Regions from separate parts of the Sus scrofa genome. Here regions 2, 3, 4 and 5 are each linked to region 1. Evidence: chromatin contacts called from public HiChIP or PLAC-seq data. All regions are on one chromosome and are shown on one strand. The core of a region is the stretch at or near the end of the contact, and the rest is flanking DNA. Distances in the headings are between cores, read along the strand shown.

Evidence for each region. HiChIP or PLAC-seq counts read pairs in DNA pulled down with a chosen protein or histone mark.
Region 2: a contact with region 1 is called in an H3K27ac HiChIP or PLAC-seq map of alveolar macrophages. The contact joins two enhancer-like sites. A contact is called at or near these places in 1 of 47 Hi-C or Micro-C datasets (embryonic fibroblasts) and 1 of 2 datasets of contacts at active chromatin or transcription factors (alveolar macrophages).
Region 3: an H3K27ac HiChIP or PLAC-seq map of alveolar macrophages shows a contact between it and region 1. The contact joins two enhancer-like sites. A contact is called at or near these places in 1 of 47 Hi-C or Micro-C datasets (embryonic fibroblasts) and 1 of 2 datasets of contacts at active chromatin or transcription factors (alveolar macrophages).
Region 4: a contact with region 1 is called in an H3K27ac HiChIP or PLAC-seq map of alveolar macrophages. The contact joins two enhancer-like sites. A contact is called at or near these places in 1 of 47 Hi-C or Micro-C datasets (alveolar macrophages) and 1 of 2 datasets of contacts at active chromatin or transcription factors (alveolar macrophages).
Region 5: a contact with region 1 is called in an H3K27ac HiChIP or PLAC-seq map of alveolar macrophages. The contact joins two enhancer-like sites. A contact is called at or near these places in 1 of 47 Hi-C or Micro-C datasets (embryonic fibroblasts) and 1 of 2 datasets of contacts at active chromatin or transcription factors (alveolar macrophages).

What each region holds. Positions count from the first base shown.
Region 1 is chr1:98,649,155-98,652,404 of Sscrofa11.1, forward strand. All of the region lies in intron 16 of DYM (dymeclin), which reads right to left. Among named protein-coding and RNA genes, the nearest start is that of SMAD7, 110 kb to the left of the region's middle. Within about 2 kb of position 1,472, at least 14 of the 83 cell types and tissues checked have an H3K27ac peak or open chromatin away from gene starts, as enhancers often do. A contact at or near this core is called in alveolar macrophages, where this site is marked.
Region 2 is chr1:98,514,475-98,517,613 of Sscrofa11.1, forward strand. It overlaps SMAD7 (SMAD family member 7), which reads right to left. Exons shown (of 4, transcript NM_001244175.1): 4 at 1-346. Among named protein-coding and RNA genes, the nearest start is that of SMAD7, 26 kb to the right of the region's middle. Within about 2 kb of position 1,522, at least 37 of the 83 cell types and tissues checked have an H3K27ac peak or open chromatin away from gene starts, as enhancers often do. A contact at or near this core is called in alveolar macrophages, where this site is marked.
Region 3 is chr1:98,803,945-98,806,953 of Sscrofa11.1, forward strand. All of the region lies in intron 13 of DYM (dymeclin), which reads right to left. Among named protein-coding and RNA genes, the nearest start is that of DYM, 220 kb to the right of the region's middle. Within about 2 kb of position 1,712, at least 2 of the 83 cell types and tissues checked have an H3K27ac peak or open chromatin away from gene starts, as enhancers often do. A contact at or near this core is called in alveolar macrophages, where this site is marked.
Region 4 is chr1:98,843,972-98,846,902 of Sscrofa11.1, forward strand. The region is part of intron 13 of DYM (dymeclin); the gene reads right to left. Among named protein-coding and RNA genes, the nearest start is that of DYM, 180 kb to the right of the region's middle. Within about 2 kb of position 1,295, at least 5 of the 83 cell types and tissues checked have an H3K27ac peak or open chromatin away from gene starts, as enhancers often do. A contact at or near this core is called in alveolar macrophages, where this site is marked.
Region 5 is chr1:98,418,071-98,421,138 of Sscrofa11.1, forward strand. All of the region lies in intron 10 of CTIF (CBP80/20-dependent translation initiation factor), which reads left to right. Among named protein-coding and RNA genes, the nearest start is that of SMAD7, 120 kb to the right of the region's middle. Within about 2 kb of position 1,746, at least 38 of the 83 cell types and tissues checked have an H3K27ac peak or open chromatin away from gene starts, as enhancers often do. A contact at or near this core is called in alveolar macrophages, where this site is marked.

The DNA.
Region 1 (3,250 bases), core at 222-2,721:
ATGAGTTGTTTTTAAGACAGTGTACTGGGAACGTTTTAAAAAGGTGACTAAGAGGCATAAGTCATAAGAGGGCTTTGCAAACACTAGTCAGTGAACCAGACTGAATGTGTATGCAGCCTCTTGGTGTGACTACCTGTGTCCAAGCTGCATTGAATATGGCACCCCCTGAACAGGGAGCTATTTAGCCAGAGAGAGAACCCACCCGGGTTTAGAGTGAAACAGACATTCTTGGAGTTCCCCTGTGGCTCAGTAGGTTAAGGATCTGGCGTTGTCACTGCTGCGGTGAAAGGGTTCAACCCCTGGCTCAGGAACTTCTGCATGTTACAGGTACAGCCAAAAAAAAAAAAAAAAAAAAAAAAAAGAAAAGAAAAGAAAAGAAAAAGAAATATGCATTTCTTTTAAAAAGAAAAATAAAAAATATGTGTTCCTCTAATACTCTTAGAAGTCTGAGAGCTAAGGAAAAGAAAGACAAAAGGGTTTTTTTTTGGCCTTTTTAGGGCCACACCTGAAGCACATGGAGGTTCTCAGGCTAGGGGTTAGATCGGAGCTGTAGCTGCCAGCCTACACCACAGCCACAGCAACATGGGATCCGAGCCTTGTCTGTGACCTTCACCACAGCTCACGGCAACACCAGATCCTTAACCCAATGAGCAAGGCCAGGGATCCAACCTGCGGGCTCATGGATGCTAGTCAGATTTGTTTCTGCTAAGCCACAATGGGAACTCCCAAAAGGTTTTATTTAGCACTGGACACTGGGGACACATTTTGTCAGGATTCAGTCCAAAAAATGTCATATTCTAAATGTCAGATCAGCAACCTAGAAAGAGTCACTCTTCCCTTTATGTTCTTTTCAAGCCTGTGGGGAGCGATAATGCATCCTGTGATGGCTCAGCCAAGTCCAGCCTCCTCGCTCAAGCACCTTCACTCCTGACTTGGCCAGTGATGCCCAGGCCACAGGGCATTCCTGGGTCCTCACCTTTCTACCCCATCTTCTCTCCCGCCTCCTCGGTCCCCTTGTGGGCTCCAGCCAGTGACAGCTGGGTGGATGCACCTGAGGACCACTAAAGCTCTGGGCAGGTGGAGGAAGAGCTCAGGGGGGATGGCGGCTTTGTTTCCACAGACTGCATCTGGAAGGGGCCAGCAGGGGGCAGGTTTCCGCCCCTCTCTTTCCAAGACAGTTGTCTTGTGACTCAGCTCAATGAGGAGGGAAAAACCCATCTCTCAAGCCTGGAGCTTGGTCTCAATCCAAAGCTACTTACAACAATCTTGTTGTTTTGATTTTTGGAGCCAGAGGTAATGCTAGACGCTCGAATTTGGCCGGAATGTTTTTATCAGCTCCAGTGAATCAACCCACCACAGTGGGACATCCGGACGCCCGGCCCAGAGACAAAGCAAAGGTCTGATTTGGTGGTTGAGACTCGGGTATAACAAGCAGACCAAAAGCTTTAAAGACTGTCTCTGCTGTCAGCCATGTGATCTGGTGAAAACCCACAGGAAGTTCAGCAAACAGATGTAGGGCTCAACTGCAATAACTATATTACCACAAAAGTTCAATGGCGTTTTTCCTCTTCTACCTAAAGATTATATAGATAGCATTAGAAACGCCAGCAAGCACTGACATGGCTCCAAGAGTGCTTGGTGCAATTTAAAATCAAATAGCTAGATAACACATTAAAAAAAAAAATTCCTGAAAAGACTGTATCAAGCCTCTAAATAGGCAAGTGACTGGTGATGGTCAGTAGCGAGGTGGCCTGTCACTGCTGGGAGATGGGGTGGGACAGACGAGGAGAGCTCCTACAATGCACGAAGGGGCTACTGTGGGCAGGTTCTGCACAGCTGGAGAGTAAACTGGTTTCAAGATTCTGTCTTAAAAAGATATCAAGGTAGGCATTTTACAGGCGATTATTTTATCCAGGGGTGATGTTGGATGATGAACCAGTTTCCCTAGTATTTCTTCCCTATTTTTCTTTTCTTTTTTTTTTTTTTTTTTTTGGTCTTTTTAGGGCTGCACCCAAGGCATGTGGAAGTTTCCAGGCTAGGGGTCGAATCGGAGCTACAACTGCCAGCCACAGCCACAGCCACACGGGATCCAAGATGCATCTGTAACCTACACCACAGTTCACGGCAACTCTGGATCCTTAACCCACTGAGCGAGGCCAGGGATCAAACCCGTACCCTCATGGATACTGTCCGGTTTGTTACCACTGAACCATGATGGGAATTCTTCCTCCCTTCTTTTACTCTGTGTTAATACTGGGTCCTTCAACTAAACGTTGGTGAGCGCCAACTATCTATGAAGCACTGTGCTTGAGGCTGCAGAGGAAAGAGGAATAGCTGTTGCTCCTCTAACGGGGGTATGATTTAGCAGGAGGCAGAACGTGACACAAGATGGAAGAACAATGCTCAGGAGAGGTGTTCTCCCAGGCAGACTGGCTAACACTGGGCTTGGAAGACTGCTGGTCGGCTTTGAAGAGCAAGCTCCAGGAAAAGAATCCATATGATCAACTCAGCTCAATTATGGTCTGAACAAGGAGGCCACGGCCTACTCTTCTATGCATAATGGAATGTGCTGCTGATGGATCACATATTATTACCTAACTTGATAAGCAAAAGATAAGCACTGGCCTACGAATAACAGCACTGCTGACCGTGGAGCAGTTCCATTTTATGCAAATTCGTTTCAAAATTAGTGAAAAACCTAAATTCAAAATACAGAAGATTATAGAGGGCTATTTATTAAAAGTTACAAATGAGGAAATACAAAGCTAGAAGGAAGAAGTCCACCATGAGGAGGCTCGGAGGGCAGTCACGATACCTTGCATACCTAAGAGCATGATGGCCGGCCAGGCAGCGGGGACCTCACGGACCTCTCTGGGCAGTAAGTTATCACCAAAAAGGGAGCTACAGGGTGAGCACACACCCCTATCCTGAAAGCTCAGGCTGGGCGACCGCACCTCCCTCTCAGGACCTTGTTTTGCCATCTCTGAGGATTACGAGCCACACTAATGGCTTCTGTGACTAGGGGCAAAACAGAAGGATACAACAGAAGGTTGCAGCCGCACCTGTGATGAGCCCTCCACAAACTCACCATCACGCCATCAGCCAGAATCTGAGATCCATGTGAGTCAGAAGTCTGCGTGAATGTCCCCGTCAGACCCTTCTCTCACAGGTCCAGGTTAAGGGGTTCCTGAGGAGGAGCAGGTCTTCAGTTTTAAATTTCTCTCTCTTTTCTGGGGGCTGATAGGGTGGC
Region 2 (3,139 bases), core at 272-2,771, 130 kb before region 1:
CCGGGGAACACTTTGTGTACCAACAGCGTCCTGGAGTCCGGGTTGTCCAGTGTGGCTGACTTGATGAAGATGGGGTAACTGCTGCGGTTGTACACCCACACGCCATCCACTTCCCGCGTGAGCTGGATGCCACAGCCGATCTTGCTCCGCACTTTCTGCACCAGCTGACTCTTGTTGTCCGAATTGAGCTGTCCAAGGCAAAAGCCATTCCCCTGAGGTAGATCATAAAAGATATCCAGGGAGGGCTCCTGGACACAGTAGAGCCTCCCCACTCTCGTCTTCTCCTCCCAGTATGCCACCACGCACCAGTGTGACCGATCCCCAGGCTCCAGAAGAAGTTGGGAATCTAGAAGACAAAATGGCAGACATGGTGGGTGATGATGGGGACTGGCATTTTCCTCTTCCTCCCAAACCAAGATGACGTGCACATCCGCACTCCTGGGCCGCCAGGCCCACTGTTTCTCAGTGCAAGACAGAAAGAGATGATAGGGCACTGGATGTGCCACAGGCTGTACAGTTCCCCTATGGGGGGCTTGGAGATCTTAACCCAGTGATGGAAGAGCGGGGCCTCTAAAGCATGGGGGTCCCTGATCCCTCTGCTCCCCCGCATCCTATCAGGAACCCAGGACACCAACCCTACCAGTGGAAGCCCCATCCCTGCAGAATCAGAAGCCAGGACCACTTAGTAACTTAGTTGGAGGGCTTACTTTTAGGGCTGGGAGAGGCCTTCTAGACAGGTCTAAAATTATAGTCCTTTAAACTGGATGGAACCTTGCAGGCCAGCTGCTCCAGCCCCTTGTCATCCTCATGAGAAAACCTGGCCTCAGGAAGTCTGTTGCTCAGGCCCCAGGGATGACACAGCCAGACCTTGACCCCAGGACCACCTGCTAAACAGTCTCTGTGCTTGTCACCCAGTCCTCAGATCAATGCCTTGGTCATCAGGGAGCACTGTCTGGGGGAAACTTTAATGGAGGTGGCTTGGGATAAAAATACCTATCTTCCTAATAGAAAAACAACTCAGTGTGTCTGTCCCCGGCAGCTCTGTACACAAAGGGTGAGCTCCTGTCAACACGCCAAGTCACAACATGCAACTTGGTGTCAGCCCCGACTACCTCCGGCCCAGATGGAAGATTGTGTGTCTCAAGTGGGTACAACCATGCCTTTGGCGGGGGGGAACCCTCCTCCTCCTCCTCCCCCTCCCTCCCCAGAAGCATCTAGACTGGGTGTCCTCCCCCTCCTTCTTCTGTCCGCCCCTGGAGGCCCCACCCCGGCTTTCCTAGACGTGCTTTCTTCCCACGGCAGCCAGCAGGGGAGGCTGGGGTGAGTCTGCTAAGGTGATTTTTCCTGAACAGGCGCTTGGAGGTCTTTTAAAAGGGAGGATATATGGAAGCCAGGGGGCCCCGGCGGCTGGCATTCCGACTCTTCCTCAAGCTGGAGCCGGCGGGGTAGGCCTCAGACTGGGAGCCATAAATCTCCCGAGCCCAGCCGGGCTGCAGGAACGCTGCGGTTTGTGGTGGCAGGGCGGAGACCGGAAGTCTTGTATTTGTTAACAAAAATGGGGAAAGGCAGGGGAGAGCAGGGCCGGCGGCAGAGCCCTCCTCCCGCCCTCCCTGTAAGCTCCTGCTTCTCTGTTACTGGGGGGCTTGGGGTTGAAGGCAGGGGTTGGCGGGAGGTGTCTTTTGCTCTGTTAGGCCTTTTTGATTTTTGGAAGCGATGATGGGTTATATGGCACAGCGGCTGGGGGTTGGAGGAGGGCTCAGGCCCCGCATCCCGCCATCCCCGCAGGCCGGGGAGCCAGGGCAGCTCAGCATGCCAACTCCTTCCAACGTTTCTAGGCATGTTCGGGCCTGGGAGCCAAACCAGGCAGCTCCATTAACTTTTTTTTTTTTTTTTTTTTTTTTAAAGCAGCAGCCAGTCTTGCATGGAGGCATCCTATGTATGAATAAGTCTGTACAAATGTACTACCCATCGAGGCAGCCACCAACACCCACCCTGAGTGGCAATCCCCTAGACACCCCACCGGCTGGGACAGCTACAAAAATGGGGAAAGCTGAGGGGTCCTTCCTCCCCTCAACCCCAACCCCATGAAATATCAACACCAGAAACTTGGTCACCTGCGTCCCCCATGCATCTCTAAAGCTCAAGTGTGGGAGAGGCTGTGTCCATGAGCATAGTGTGAACGCACTTCGAGTGTGTGCTCTGTGTGTGTGTGTGTTTGCAAGCACACACCCGGGAACATATGGAAAAACGAGAGGGACCAGGGCTCCAAGCTGAAGGTGACTCGTCAGGCATTAACTTGTTTCTGCAAAGTATCCATCAACTGCTAATAAACTCGCGAGCGCTGGCAATCTTTGAACCCTCTTGCCGAGGGAGTTCAGCTCTGAAGGCTACACCAAAGACCCATAACATCCATGTAAATAAAAATGTCCTGGCAGCCAAGTTTGCTGAGGGAGGAGAAAGCCCTTACCTGCCTGCCTGTCTGAGCGGGGAGGGTGTTTGGAAATATAAGCTATCGCTTATGCTCCCAACTCGGGACAACAAATTGGCCTGGAAAGGAAGACTCGAGAGTTGCTGGGAGGAAGGTTCGGGAGACCCTTGGGGGAGCCTCACAATACTTTGTTTCATGGAGCTCCCCTGAAACCTGGCACCCGCTGGAGCAGGGAGGTGAGGCAGGGGGAGGGGGAGGAGGAGGACAGGGTCCTAGGGATCAAATTGCCCCGGTGCCAGGCCCACAGACAAGGGATGGGGGGCCTCTGTGGGCTGAGGAAGCTGGGCGGGGGCAGAGGATTGAGGTCGCCCAGCGGAGGGGAGGGGAAGGGGGGGGGCCTTCTGGCGGGTTTCTCTTTCATCTGTGCTGCCCGCCAGTCCACCCAGCAATTTGCTGCCAGACATCCCCTGGAAAAAGCCTTTTGCTGTTGAGGTTAATGGCCCAGCCCAGATAAACAGCAGCGTGTGGGTGTCCCTGGATGTGAATAAGGCCCCTGAAAGCCCACTTGGTGCCCTAATCGGGGGCAGCAGGACCCCCCCCATGTCACCCAGCAGCCCCCTAGCACCCTGATATCTCTTTTCTTTTGCTCCTCCTTGACTTTATCTGAGCCAAAAAGCAGGCTCTCAGGCAAAACCAGTGCAAGAGAGAAGG
Region 3 (3,009 bases), core at 462-2,961, 160 kb after region 1:
ACGTCTTGGGAGGGAAATGGGTGAATTGCAACACTGGTTTTACTGTGCTTCTCTCAGCTACAACTTGCCCAAACTCTGTTTGTCCTCACTGACAATAAGGACAGAGATATCTGCTACAGAGAAAAATCAGAAAAACAAAACATCCCACAGAAATCCAGCTCTTTTAAGCCAAAGTGATATTAAGTGAGCCAGTCTAATGAACTAATATATGAAAAAAACTTCATTTGCATTTTATGTTTTTTTCAGGGGGATTTTACATTCAAAAAGGAAGATAATTAGTTCTAGATAACACTGTAATTCTTTCTTGGCCACACCTACTGCATGTGGAAGTTCCTAGGCCAGGGACTGAACCCACATCATAGCAGCGACCCAAGCTGTTGCAGTGACAATGCCAGATACTTAGCAATGATCTGAGCCATGTTGCTGACAATGCTGAGCCACAAAAGAACTCCCAATGCTGTAATTTTGGAACATGATGGCTTATTTAAAACAACAATGAATTAAAATTCAAAGCTGAAACAGGATGGCACCAGAAAGATATTTTTAATGATAACATATCTAAAAATAATAAAATGAAAACTAAACTCACCTCAGAAAAATATTTGAATAACAAATATTAATAGGCAAGGAAATAACTACTGCATTTATACAAGTATAAGTCATCAGAAGAAACACCATTTGATTATGTAAGAGGGAAAATCAGCTTCTCTAAATATACAAAAACAGAGAATGCACTCCCCAGAACCAGATTAGGAATAACACGATAATACATATAGCTTCATTATGCAAAAGAATGCAACACGTATTGGGAAAGTTAGTTCTATGGTTTTGGTTATGGGGAGGCATGTTAAATTTCCACATGCTATAAACAAATAAGGCCACATTACCCTATGAGAAGACTACTTAGTCTTTTTAATTCTTTTTTTTTTTTGTCTTTGTAGGGCCACACCCATGGTATATGAAGGTTCCCAGGCTAGGGGTCTAATCAGGAGCTGCTGCTGCCAGCCTATGCCAGAGCCACAGCAATGCCAGATCCGAGCAGCATCTGCAAACTACACCACAGCTCACCGCAACACCGGATCCTTAACCCACTGAGCGAGGCCAAGGTTTGAACCAGCAACCTCATAGTTCCTAGTCAGATTCATTTCTGACTCATACAGGTATATACATTCCTCAGTACATAGAGAGCAGTGATTTAAGCCCCATGCCAACAAATTCAAATCCAAGAATACAAATACACCAGGGCTGAGTTAGTTAACAAAACAATAATTTTAAGAGTTCTTTTTACTGTTTGGGGTAATATTCCCATGACAGCAGAACAGAACCACTACCATCTTAGTTGTAAAAAGCAGTGCCAATTAAAGCCAAACTGACTTTGATCTCACTTAAGGAGAAGATGCGTACATGAGTTACATTCACAAATTTGCAACTGATGCCTCTTAGTTTTCATCATGGTTCTAGCTCAACTGGATCATCTTTCAGTGAAACCACAAGTTATTAATGTATATAGATTTGCTGTATAAACAGGTTCTATTATCATTATTAGATTCAAAAGAGGAAGGGAGGGACTAGAAAACCAGACAGCAAGAGTGAAATACAATTTCTTTAAACTATGGTAACAGGAAATACCACAAACTCTTATCATCATCACACCAAGAGTCATGCAAATTGGTAGCCTGGGTTGCATTTGCTGCTTAGTGCCAGGCACAGAAATCAAGGAAGTGGTTCTTGGAGTTCCCGTCGTGGCGCAATGGTTAATGAATCCGGCTAGGAACCATGAGGTTGCGCCTTTGATCCCTGGCCTTGCTCAGTGGGTTAAGGACCCGGCGTTGCCATGAGCTGTGGTGTAGCTCGCAGATGCAGCTCGGATCCCGCGTTGCTGTGGCTGTGGTGTAGGCCGGCGGCAACAGCTCCGATTTGACCCCAAGCCTGGGAACCTCCATATGCCCCAGGAGCGGCCCTAGAAAAGGCACAAAGACCAAAAAAAAAGAAAAAAAAAAAAAAAAAAAAAAAAGGAAGTGGTTCTTGAGCTCTTTTCTTTAAACTAGACTATCACAACATATCACCTCCATGTCTTGCCTGCTACAGTAATATACTGTTATTCAAAACAAGAAAATAGCAAGAATTACAAAGTCAACAGAACGTTGGGTTTTATGGACCTGTTAATCCACAATGATGCTCTCTACCTGACCAGTAAGAGCAATCCAGAGGCTACTTTACGATTTGCTAAACTATGAAAAATACTCCCCAAATATACTATTTTTACTGCATACTCAGAAGTAAAATTACCTGCAGCTACGTATGCACTGGTTTTAGATTAATTTGCCAACATTTCTTTTACTTTCTAATATTTTACAGAAATGATACTAAAATACTATTATATGTTGTTGCATCCCTATGTTCAAACATGCTTGGGGAAGTTTAGGGCTGAAGGACATTATATAAATCCTAAAAGGTGGACTCACTCCAACCAGACACAACCACTCTTTGCGCAGATTCCCAGTGTGGCCACAACCACTGTGTGCCATGATGTAGAGACCATACAATAAACTTCTACTGCCCTGAGCAATAGGGGACTGGAGCTTCCTACTGGCTTCTAGTGTGTGCTACTTGAGAATAAATGCACAAAGGAAAAGGATTAACTGAATCAACATCAGATACACCAAGAATAAACTTAAAATAACAAACATTTTAAAGTTTGTCTAAATGTCACCTGGATAAAAAAATGTACATACATGGATAGTAACTATAATTTTAAATCCCCCAGAAAGCTTCTGCTTGTTTATTCAGTTAGAAGGATGACACAATTGTTCATTAGAGGAGAAACGAGACCTTTAGTCACTCCTGGAAATTACATTCAGTTGCTAATTGCTCTTACTTTTTCTTCCCCCAGTGGTAAGTAAAATGTAAAATATATCCTTTGGGTTACCTTGAAAATCTGCCTATAAATGCTTGCTTTGTGAAAATGGGTTAAAAACCTTTTGAGAACAGCTTGAATCTACTATTACT
Region 4 (2,931 bases), core at 45-2,544, 190 kb after region 1:
ACACAGCCAGTAAGAGGCAGAGGTGGGCCTCACTACAGTGTGTACTGCTAACCACTACCATACGCTGTTCCTCACACATGCACAAGGATTTTCTTTCCAGAACTGTTATGTCTACGTACGTGCATACGCACCGACAACTTAAATGTCCACATGGCATTATTAATTTCACTGGATAAATTCAATGACATTTTGAAGCCATCATGTTACAGAACTACGTCATCTCACACACACACACACACACACACACACACACACACACGCATAATGTGTGCGTAATGTGACTACTAAGTGATACACTGGACAAAGAGATGATTCATGTCCCAGGCAGAACAGCACAAAAATGACATACAATTAAACACTTATAAACCGTTTATTTCTGGAATTTTCCATTTAGCATTTTCAGCCCATAGTTGACCACAGGTAACTGAAACTGAGCAAAGTGAAATCTTGGGTACCAGGGGACCACTGTATACGTACAGTGCCATGCCTTGCTTTTCAGCATATCTTGAAAAGCCTTATTATTTTTTTAAATTTTTATAGCTACACACTGTCTACTGTATCAATGTACAATACTGAATTACGTCTCTATTGATTTAGAGTCGTTTCTCATCTTTTTTGTTATAAAGAAAAACACTGCCAAAATAAACCTGTACATTGTCACTTTCACAAATGTGGAAGTATGACAGTTGGCTCACAGGGTAATGTACTTAGAATTTGTTTACATATTGCCATACTGTTCTTCATAGGAGCCATACCAATTTACACTCCTACCCAAAATTTTGAGAATGTTACAAACACCCAAACAGATCCTCCTAATCGAATATGTGGAAAATGGCATCTTAGTGAAGTTTTAAATTGCATTTTTCTTAATAGTGTGAAATTGAGTGTTTAAAAAAAAATATATGGATTATTTGATAACTTTTTTATAACTTAAAATGTTTTTAACTTTGTGAATACATCTTTAGGCAAATTGGTCACTACTTTCCTAAGGCCTACAGGCAGCTATGGGCCTGGCTTGAATTCAATGAGGTATTATTTTTACCACTTTTCAGAAAATGTCAAGAAAGTCAATAGCAAGGATTAGACTATGAGGACAATAACCAGATTTTATTTCCCCTAAGCCTAGCACTGGGCCTGGTGTACCACAGGTGTCCAATAAAATGTTTGCTTTAAAAAAAAAAAAAAAAAAAATGGCACCAGAAGATGTTTTCTTTGGAAGTTTATAGCGCAACAGCACCACCAAGGGGCACTTTAGCTAAAGCATCCCCCCCCCATCAAACGTCCTCCAGCCAGATCTCAAGGCAAACACATAATCAACTGGAGACAGTGTGACTGATGTACAAATGCCATTTCCAGACAATCTCCTAGCTCCACCCTCCAAACGTCATGCTGCCCCCTCAACCTCCCCCACATAGGACTTCTGCAGCTGCCAGTGCCAGAGTGAACATAAGGCCAGTCATACTGCCCCCAGGGAAACACAGCCCTTAAGTTTTCTCAACCCAAAGACAAGAGCTGGCCATTATCAACCACTAGGTGACCAGCAAGTGCAGCCCCATGAGCGTTTATAAGACAGGAACTCTGTCCATTAGTCTAAGTAAAGACACCATTCATTATTGGCAAGTGGGCATTCCTTCTGAACCAAAGAAATACAACACAGGCAAAAGTCAGGGGAGAGAACTTTTATGTCAAGTGTAAATTAAACAAAGGAAAGAAAAATGCAAAGATAGCATTTGAATGCATTCAGCTTTTCTTTTTTGAATCGAAATCTAGACATTTATCTTAAGCCTAGAATTTGAGAAGGAAAGTAGTCTTTCATTTTCCCAGCTTCACCAGTTCATGACAGTCTTGTGGCAGCTACTGTTCAAAGACGGCCACAAATCAACCAAGCCTCCCAGCATTTATGTCCTTGTGTGGTCCGCTCCTTTGAATCTGTGCTGGTCCTGTGACCTGTTTTTGACTGATAAAACGTGGTGAAAGCGACACTGTGGGATAGGTGAGCTAGGTCGTCAGAAGCCTTAGCTTTTCTCACTCTTGGGATGTTTATTCTTGGGAGCATCCCCTTGAGAACCTGTGAGAAAACCAAGCTTTGTGGACAGGTCTCATGGAAAAACTGAGATGCTCTAGTCACCATCTCAACAGACCTCCCAGCTGATAGGTGGCATCAACCGCCAGCCATGAGACTGTTCATACTGGACATCCAGCCTTGCTGCTGTCCGAATGCAAGCATGTGAGAACACTTGAGTGAGTATCACTCAGCCAAGCTGAGAATCCACAGCACTGGGAGAGATCATTATGAATTGTTGCTGTAAGCTACTGAGTTTTGGGGTGGTTTGTCACACAGCAATAAACAACCAGGACAAATTTATTTTATAGTCATACCCAGGCAAGATGAGTAATAAACTTCTAAGACAATTTACCACAGTAAGCTCCCCATCTTATGACTTTTAAAGATTCAAGAAACCATGTGTCCTTACAGGGAATAAATATGATTTATAGATTCTGTATATCCCCTTTCTCTTCGAAGCTCTAATAACTGCGTTCCCAGTAAATATTTATTAAATGAAGGCATGAATAATACACACATAGCTAACTATTGATTATATTGATGGAAGAAAGTAGGGGTATAATTAATTCAGAAACAGTAGGAATTTGAAAGTATGTACAGTGAGCTTTGTGACAGACATGCTCACATCACTACCTCTACCCCCCCTCTCTGAAAGGGCATCAGAACAGTGGTTTTTAAACTTCTCTCAGAGCTCCTTTAAATTCTTAAAACATTATTAAGGACCCCAAAGAACTTTTTTATATGTGGGATATATCTACAAACATTAACTGCAGTAGAAATAAAACTGAGAAAAATCTAAAATATTTATTCACTTAAATATAATAATGAACGCATTACATGTTAACACAAAATATTTCATGAGAAAC
Region 5 (3,068 bases), core at 496-2,995, 230 kb before region 1:
AGGGAGAGTTTAGGAGTATGGGCAGCTGCTGGGGGCAAAGGGAAAGGGGCACTAGAGCTTTAGGGGAAGTGGGGAAGTAGAAAGTTCTCTAGGAAGAAAAGTTTGAATGAAGTCCTGGGAGCCAGAATGAGCACAGCCTCTGTCTGTGTTGGCGCGGTAAAGAGAAATCCCGACCGGTGAGTCATGGGCCAGTGTTGGCTCCCAGCAGAGGCATTCTGGTGGACACAAGGTGATACTGAGAACCTTTGAGAGTGTTTTAAGCTGGAGAGCAACACCGCAGAAAGCATAAAGGAGAGTTTGTTTATTCACTCAACAAACACTGAGAACAATGCTACTTCTTTACTGAACTGAAAAGTCTCCCAGACACTTTTCCTGCTAGAAATGTGCTGACATATAAAGTCAAATAAATCTGAGGCACTCCCTAGCCAGAGAGACCCACGGGTAACTCAGTGGATGGTGGAAAGTGCAGTGCTCAAAATAAGGTGAGAGTGGGAAGCGGGAATGTGGGCGCCCAGAAGGCAAATGAGATGAGCTCTTCCTGGCAAGGGCATCTTAGCAGAGAACAATCTGACTAGAACCGTCAATCAAGCAGGCTAAGGAGCAGGAAGGGGAGGGCTGGGAACACAGCTTGAAAATTAAGGAGAACCTCTCTCCATGAACAGTATATTCCAGCACTAATCTTAGGCACAGACCCCTCCTGGAATGTTCCTCTGAGAATGTAGCCTTCCCAGGGCAGGTACACAGCCCCTGGGCACTGGTTTAGCGGCAAAGTTCCTCCAGGTCCAACAGCTGCTGCTATGAATATCCAGCTTAAACAACCATTCCTGTAACCTCCGCAGAAATAACTCCCCACAGTTTTGTCCCCTCCAGAGCTGTCGTCCCTCTCTTCCACTTGAGAGCCAGGTCACACTGTGGTGTGATGCTGCTGACCTACTGAGAAAGCCCCCTCCCCAAACACACACACACACACACACACACACACACACACAGATGTGCCTGCCTCTGAGGCTGTCCAGATCCTTGACTTCCTCAAGATAAAACTTGGGTCTCCCCCCATCCACCACTCCCCAACCCTCGCCTAGCCCCCCCCCCCACTTAAATGTCCTACTTCCTTAGCCAGACTCTGCAAACTGAAATGTGAAATTTGAAGCCAGTGTTCCCCTTAGCAACCATGGTAACACAGGATCTGATAGAGAGCCTGGAGTTATAAAAATACCAGCTTCCACCAGACACTGGTTTCCAAAGGGAAACCAGTCTCCACGCCAGAACCGTTTTTAAACAGTCTTAAAACTCGAGAGTTTTCCAAACCCATCTCAACATGGCTTCAGGAGAACATCTCTTCACTTCCGTTTTGGAAGGTGGTGCGGTTGCAAGTGTTGGATATTTTCTCTAAAATTTAGAGATGCAAAGAGGAAGTGGCTTTCTGAGAATTCGGTAGCAGTGTCAACGATATATAGGTGGGAGCGGTTTTTCTTAAGCGTCAGATATCCGGCATTTTGAAACAGTCAGATTGAATTGTCACCAGGGCTTGCATGTTCCCTCCCAGCGAGCCCTCAATGCCATCAATCCTCCTGATTATAGCGGGGGAATAATTTGATCTATCCACCTTTCATTGAGAACAGTTTTCATTAACATAACTATTTTCTAGCAGGAATTATACGTTTAAGGCTTCCAATGGAGAGGTAAGAGGCAGAGTTGTCTAAACTCTGCTCAGCGCCAAAAAGGAAAGTCCTGCATCCCTCCCCCACGGAGGCCCTGCCGCACAGCCTATTGCCTTGTTCCAGCGCTGCCTGCAGGGGGCGCCTGGCCTTACAGGTTGGGGGTAAGGGGCTCTTCCTGGAGGCAGGGGGCCTCCCGCGTCCCAACCTCCAGACCCGCCTCCGCAGCCCTGGGCGGACTGGCTCTCCCCACCTTCCTCCGCGCTCTCCTCCTGCTTCCTCTTATCTCCTGGGGCCATGCCTTGTAATTTTGAAAAATATTCTCAGTAATTAATGTCTGAACTTCAAGAGGCCCCTGCTTTCTGCAGCGTCGCGAGGAAGGCGGGAGGGGGCCGGGAGGGGCGGGGGTGCGGATTTTTCCTAAGCTGACGAATGGAGGGTGGAGGATAAATTGTTTCTTGCTGGAGTCGTGTGTACAGGGTACACACATATATACACACAGGCATGTGTCTGTCTCTAGATTTTTTTTTTTTTTTTAATTCTTTTGGGTTTAAAAACAAAAAGGATGCCCGGCCCTCGAGCCCCTTCCCCTGCCTCCCAGGGGTGTTTTCCCAGGTCATCCCAGTGAAGTGAGGGTCTGCTCACCTTGGGGGCACGAGGTGAGATAGGCTGGAACATTTTCAGAGTGTGAGGGTCCTGGTGGGGGGATTGGCTGAGAGGGAGAGGGAGTGACCTATATAGTTAGAGGATAAGAAACTAAGCTGTGGTGTGAAGCACGGCCATCAGGAACTTCCGAAAACCCAGAAGTCAAAAAAAAAATTTTTTTTTTTGCCTGAGTTCCCGTGTGGCTCAGCAGGTTAGGAACCTGACTAGTATCCATGAGGATGCAGGTTGATCCCTGGCCTCTCTGAGTGGGTTAAGGATCCCGCTTTGCTGTGAGATGTGGTGTGGGTCACAGACGAGGCTTGGATCTGGGGCAGCTGCAGCTTGATTTGATCCCTTGCCCAGGAACTTCCATGTGCCTCAGGTTTGGCTCTAAAAAGAAAAAAAAATTGTCTGTTTCCCATCATAGGGTGCTTATAAGCAGCCCCTCTGAGACCTGGCCTGACTGGGACCCCTCCGTGTCCCCCCAACCCCCACGCCAGCCCTGCCAGGCCTTCCTGCCCCAGCTCAGGTCCTGTTTAGCCAGCAACTTGGGTGCCAAGGGTTGTGCTGGTTGCTGGGGCCTGGGCGTGAGCACACCCTGGGTGGTTCCTGCCTGCAGAGCTGCTGTCCACTAAGGAGGCGACAGGAAAAACAAAGCACCCTGTGCTGGGAGCTGCTGTATAAGTCACACACAACCCTCTCCAGGACCCACACCGATCCTGCTTTAACCTGCTGCAGCTCTTGGAGTCCAACCATTTACATTCA